Linked DNA regions of Sus scrofa: region 1 is linked to region 2. The links are chromatin contacts, called in public HiChIP or PLAC-seq maps. All regions are on one chromosome and are shown on one strand. Each heading gives the region's core, a stretch centred on a gene start, on an enhancer-like site or on the middle of the called end of the contact. The rest is flanking DNA. Distances are from core to core; before and after follow the strand shown.

Region 1 (2,937 bases), core at 149-2,648, 560 kb before region 2:
TACTTGGGAAGGGGGGTACCTAGGGCCCACCTGGGCCCGTCCACTCGGCGGTGCCCGTGGGATCTGGGGCGCGGCCACTCCAGCCTTCCAGCCGCTTGAGGCCCATGTCCCCACGGCCCGTCTGCCCTGATGTAACCCCGAGTGCAGGCGATCGAGGCTATCTGTTTGCGGGCAAACTGGACCCAGAGTCGAGTGTGCAACCGCGCGGGGAGTCCCGGAGGCGCGGCGGCGGGGGTGGGAAGAGGAGCGCACGGGGGCGGATGAGAGTCTGCACCTCCCAGGGCGTCAAGGCTGGCGGCCGAGACACCTACGGGCTTGCACGCGCGCCCCTCCACAGGCTTCCGCCGACGCGAAGACCCTGCCGGGAGCAAGCTGAGAAATCCGGGACGGAACTCGGAGCTCCCGGGCCGCGGTGGGGCCAGCAGCCACGGCATTCCCGATTCCGCTTCCCCGGCCCCGACGCTCAATGAACAGCTGCGGCGAGGGCGTAGCCGTCTCCACCAGGAAGGAGCCCCGAGTGGGGATAGCGCGGGAGGACCCGAGTGTCCGCGGGCAGTCGGGCCTTTCCATCTGCTCTGCCCGCCAAAGGAGAGTTCCTTAGGCTTCTCCCCGCGGGCAGCCGCCGCACATCAAAGACGCTGTTTATTTGGCTTTCTGAAAAGGACGAATGAACAAAGAAGAAAAGCTGGGGGCCTGGGGTGGGGGGAGTAGGAGGGCAGGAGAAGGGGAAAAGAAAGGGACACCCTCAGTTCCGAGCAAAATTTTTTTAAGGTGGCAGGCAACTTCGGGAGCCACCATTTTATCGGTCCTAAATCTTGTGAAGTGAAAACATTAAAGTGACAAAGTGATTCTGTTTGTTTTATAGTATCTAATTGGGCTGCTTTGCAGACCTAATGAGATTAGAGGGAGGAATCCTTCGCCGCCTCTGCAGAATAAACTGATACATTACTACCAGCCACAGGTTTTGAGGACTGTACAGTTTGTCTTTTTTTTCTTTTGTTGTTATTCTTCTGTCTTCTCTCTTTCCCCTCCCGCCAAATAATTATTTGCTAGTAGATCGTGGGAAAAAAGAGCGGGGGGGGGGGAAATCCTTAGCAGCCCAGTACTATAATATATATCTATTTATTATATGTCTTTCGGTTAATTCCTGATCTGAGGAGCGCTGTTTTTCACTCCCCTGCGAAAGTCACCAGCGGGTAGGGCCTGATTGCTACTTTTCATGCATAGTTTTAGACACAAGAGGGCATTGTGACGTCGCGCCCGGCGGCGCCCAGTCGCAGGCCGAGTCCGACAGCCCCACGTGGGGACCCCGCGCTCCCATTGGTTAGCGGCTGGCGAAGCTGCCACATTATTTTGTTACTTTTCAGTCCCTATTTGGAACTGCTCTCGCGGCAGTTCAGACCTCGTGCTCGTCCCCCTCGCTTGTCTGTGTGTGGTATCCGCAGGTCCGGGGCACTTTTTTTTGGTGTGTGTGTGTGTGTGTGTGCGCGCGCGCGCGCGCGCGCGTCTGGGGGGATTGTCGGGGAGCGGAGAGGAGAGCCGGGCCGAGGGGAAGGAAGGAAGCCGCAGAGGTCCCCGGTCTCGGGCTGCGTCTCCCCTCCAGCGCTCTCCTGCTTGCGCGCTCGGAGGCGGCGGCGGCGGCGGCGGCGCCAAGCGCTCCTCGCTGGGGACCCGGCCCTCGAGCTGGGAGCAGCGAGGACCCTTTTGCGGCGGTTTCCTGTGCCTGCTGGAGTTAGGATGCCAGGGCGGTTGATTCCCACCTCCTGAGCGCGGAGTTTCCTCCTCGGCCCTGGGAAGGGCTCGCAGCGGCGGCGGCGACAGAAGCAGACTGAACAGCAGGCTCTCCTCTCCAAGGGGGGGCGTCGAAGCGCCCGCGCCGGGCTCCCGCCCTCACCCTCCGGCGCTCCTGCGGCCCAAGCCGCCACCTCGGTGCTTGCCTTCTTCCTCTTCTCGCGGAGAGCTGCCCCTGGGATCGGACCTGAACGCCCTGGATGCTCGGACTGCCCCGGCGCGTCCCCCTCCCGGCGCGACGCGCTGAGTGATCCGGAGGGCGCCCGCGCTTGCCCCAGGAGGGGCCCCGGACCTCGGGACCCCGCGCCGGACCCTCCGGGGTGACGACGATGTCCGCGCAGTCTCCGGCTCTGACGCGCTCCAGGCAGTGGGGGGAAGGCGGCCGGCTTCAGTCAGCCGAACCCTAGGTGCACAAAGCCCAAGCCCACCGCCCGGCCTCGGTGCCCGCCGACGACTTTGCCGCCTGCTTCTCGGCTCTTTGTCTCCGCTTGGGGCGGGCGCCTGACTCTGGGATTTCGCTGCGAGAGCGGGCTGGGGGGGCCGGGGGCGAGCTCTCGGTTTCCCGGCCGCCCCCCGCTCGGTCTTGGCTCCCCCCTCCCCCGCACCTCCCCGACCCGAGCTCTCCGCGTTTCTACGCTCTCAGAATCACGACCCCTCCCTGCCATGTATCCGCAAGGCAGACATCCGGTGAGTAATTGCAACTTGGTTTATTTAAGCATCTATCATGGCAGGGTAAACGAGGCAGTTTATCTGGCACCTCCATTTTGCTTGTTGCTACCTTTATGGTGTGTGTGGGGTGTGTGTGTGTCTGTGCGTATGTGTGTGCGCGCGCGCGCGCTCGCACAAAGGGGATGGGATGGGGGGGCGCCGTTGCGAGAGGAGGTTAATTCCGCTCGATTGGCGGGGGGGTTGGGGGGGGCTGCCAGTGTTCCCGGGGAACTGTTTGTTTTCACGCTGTCCTCCGCCCCCTCGCCTAAGTCTTCCAACTCACTCAGCCTGTCTCCCCCACCTGGGTCTTACTTGGGAAGGGGTGCCCCTTCTAAAAAGGAATGGGAGCCCCGCGGCCAATAGGGAGAGATCTCCCCCCCACGCCCCTTCGGAGAGCTGAGAAACTTGCTGGGAAGGTTCTGGGCCGTGAGGGTGGCC
Region 2 (3,039 bases), core at 326-2,825:
TGCCAGTGACATTTTGTTTGCTACTTAGACAGGACAGCTATACTTTAATCAAGAGTCACTGAATTGCTTACTTTTATAGATGAAAAAACTGGCCCCAAAATACTTAACGAGTTGGAAGACACCCTAAGCTTCCTTAAAACACTCAAACTAGGAATTCTTTCCAAGTTCCTTGGGTAGGAATGCTGTACTCACTAGTCTTTAAGTATTCAGTAAAAGACCACCGCACCAATTTCTATGGTGGCAGTTTACTTGGAATAGCACAAATATTATTATCTCCTGGGTGATCCTTTTATGAAGGGATTATCTGCTTAGTACATATTCTATCGTGGTTTTATAACAGAAGAAAGTGAAGTCTGAGACCAGAAAATAAGACATGACACCAAAAACTTAATTAGCTCTTAGAGATAGAAATGTGAGGAAATACTGCCTATACTTGGACAAGTCCAGGGGAACATGGGGCCTCCTGGCACTCCTGGAGATTAAATTAATACCTGACTTAATAAATCAGTAAGTCTTCCAAAATTAGTTTCTCCAAATCATTCTGCCGCCATCACCTTACCTTTGCAAACAAGCCTGGCCAGAATGGCTCAACATTTACACCTGCTGCTTTAATGAGAGCATTGATCTTATCCTCCTAAAACAAATAAAATAACAATCCATCAGAGTAATGTATAGCTTCCATACATGTCTCCAAAATACTGCAAATTGAAAGCAAATGACTCAAAACCTGGGTACAAAACCAGTTTAACCAGTTCAAATATCCTACTGGCACTGCACCTAGGCTTAAGGCGACCGTTTTTTACACTCTTGTGAAGAATGTCACTAAGAAAAAAAAAAAAGAAAGAAAAAAGCCTCTGTTCCTGTATGCCAGATACTTTACTAGGCGGCGAGTCCATCCCTGCCATTTCCCAGGCTGGGTCTTGCTCAAGTCACGCAGCTATTTTAAGTCGCGAGGCAAGGCCAGAAGTGGAGCAGGGCTCGAGTGCTCCCCTCCACACCACGCGGCCAAGCCCCACAAGGCCTACTAACAGAACCACAGGCAAAGCAATCACACCAAGAAGAGGTATAAAAAGTCCTGGGATATAACAAGCTACAGATGAGCCTGCCGACGCGCTGCACAAGTTTCTCCAAATAAAGGTTCTCAAAGCCAGAGCGCGACGCCGAAAGTGAAATCCACTCCCTCCCGGGCCTGCACATGGCCGAGACCCAGGCCGCCCGGCACGTGCGCCCGATCCCTCCGGCCCTGTGCCGTGGTGTGGATAGCCGCGGCTCCAGCCCTAAGGGCCTGCCCGCGACGCCCTCGAGGGTGGGGAGCCGGCCACCCGTAGGCCGCCTCGCCGCCAGCCCAGGCCAACACTTACCGTGACCGTAACCTCATCGTCGTGCAGAATGAGGGCAGAGTAGATGCAGGCGAGCTCCGAGACGGAAGCCATGGTGCGGACCAATGCTAGGTGGGGGCTGCCAGGCGCGGTGCTAGTCGCCGGATGAAGTGAGGGCCTCACCCCAACGCGGCCTTAGCTTCCTCGGAAGAACCGAGCACCTTAGCGGCAGCTGAGGAAAGGGATTCCTCGCGCCTGCGCGCAGCCTCTTATACTGGTCACGAGGACCAATCGGCGCCCGCGCCTGCCGGAAGAGGCGGTGCTAGGACCTCCCGCTACAATTCACCCAAAACGCCTGCGCAAAAACATAAGTCGCTCATTTGCAAGTTCAGAAAGTTGCTAGGCAGCTGAAGATGCTAACTCGCTGGGTTTCGGTAAAAACTCAGGATTTGGGGACAGTAGAAATACTTTTAGGAGAAAGCTAGGTTAATAGGCATTAATCCTTTCTGCTACTTAAGCAGTCATTTAATGCCGTCGCCAGCGTCCCCACCAGCCGGCAGTGTCCAGCTGAAGGCGGGAGCTAGGTTTTAGCCTGGAGGTTCTGGGGCTTAGCGCAGTCTCGGATAAGATACTAAGGGAATGTACTCGAAAATGAGAAACCTGCAACGTTGCCGTAGCATTTGAGCGCCTACTATGTTCCAAGCACCGAACCACACTCTACCAGAATTCATTTAATCCTCACACAGCATAAAAGGTAAGTACTATTATCTCCATTTTGCAACTGGCAAAACTAAGGTGTAGGCTGGTAACACCTAAGATTCCGCAGTTACTGCGAACCTGAATTTGGAATCTGGGAACCTAACTTCAGTGCTTTCTACTTGTGCGTGCAGAGAGGAATGGGTTTGGGGATTATGAGTAAATTTTCTTTGTTTTTTCTTCCAAAGCATAAAAGGTATATTAGGAATATAGGGGAACTTTCCACTTCAACTTTATTTTTTGTGACTAAGGGACCCCATGATTGGGTGGAAATGCCTTGAAACTGCAGCTGCGATGTTAAAAAATTTCTTGAGTTAACTCCTCTCTGGCTAGGTGCTGTATTGCCGTTTTGTGTCTTTTGAAGCTAATAAAACTGGTGTTGGGTTCATACGGAGAGGTATGCTTTAAAATTTTTTAAATTGAGGTATAATTGACAGTTTCAGGTGTACAACATTAATTGATATTGTTTATATTGTAAAGTGATCACCAAGTCCTGTTAACATCCATTACCATACTTAGATTAAAAAAAATTTTTTCTTCGAATAGGACTCTTAAGGTCTACTCTCTTATCAACTTTTAAATATGATACAGTATTATTAACTGTACTCATGCTATACATTGCATTCTCATGCCTTATTTATTTTATAACTGGAAGATTGTAAATTTTGACCCCCTTCACCATTTTCACTCACCTCAGCATCCCCACTTCTGGCAACCACCAATCTGTTTCAGTAGCAATGGATTTGTTTGGGGGGGGTTGGGTTTTTTTAATTCCACGTATAGTATTTGTCTTTATATGACTCATTTCACTTAGCATAATGCCCTCAAGATGTATGTTGATATTTGTTGTCTCAAATGACAAGAGTTTATTCTTTTTATGGCTGAATAGTGTTCCATCACATTTTCTTTATCCACTCATCCATTGGTGGACAGACACTTGGGTTGTTTTCGCATCTTGGATATT

The links. HiChIP or PLAC-seq counts read pairs in DNA pulled down with a chosen protein or histone mark.
Region 1: a contact with region 2 is called in an H3K27ac HiChIP or PLAC-seq map of alveolar macrophages. The contact joins the promoter of TLE3 here to the promoter of RPLP1 in region 2. A contact is called at or near these places in 5 of 5 promoter capture datasets (fetal liver, fetal skeletal muscle, liver and 1 more), 5 of 47 Hi-C or Micro-C datasets (embryonic fibroblasts, heart right ventricle, liver and 2 more) and 2 of 2 datasets of contacts at active chromatin or transcription factors (alveolar macrophages and skeletal muscle).

Annotation. Positions count from the first base shown.
Region 1 is chr1:167,854,374-167,857,310 of Sscrofa11.1, reverse strand. TLE3 (transducin-like enhancer protein 3) reads left to right here and starts at 1,398. Exons shown (of 20, transcript XM_021100790.1): 1 at 1,398-2,478. The coding sequence starts at 2,455.
Region 2 is chr1:167,294,620-167,297,658 of Sscrofa11.1, reverse strand. It overlaps RPLP1 (60S acidic ribosomal protein P1), which reads right to left and starts at 1,575. Exons shown (of 4, transcript XM_021100696.1): 1 at 1,362-1,575; 2 at 560-634. The coding sequence starts at 1,433. LOC106509080 (a long non-coding RNA gene) reads left to right here and starts at 1,664. Exons shown (of 3, transcript XR_001306322.2): 1 at 1,664-2,073.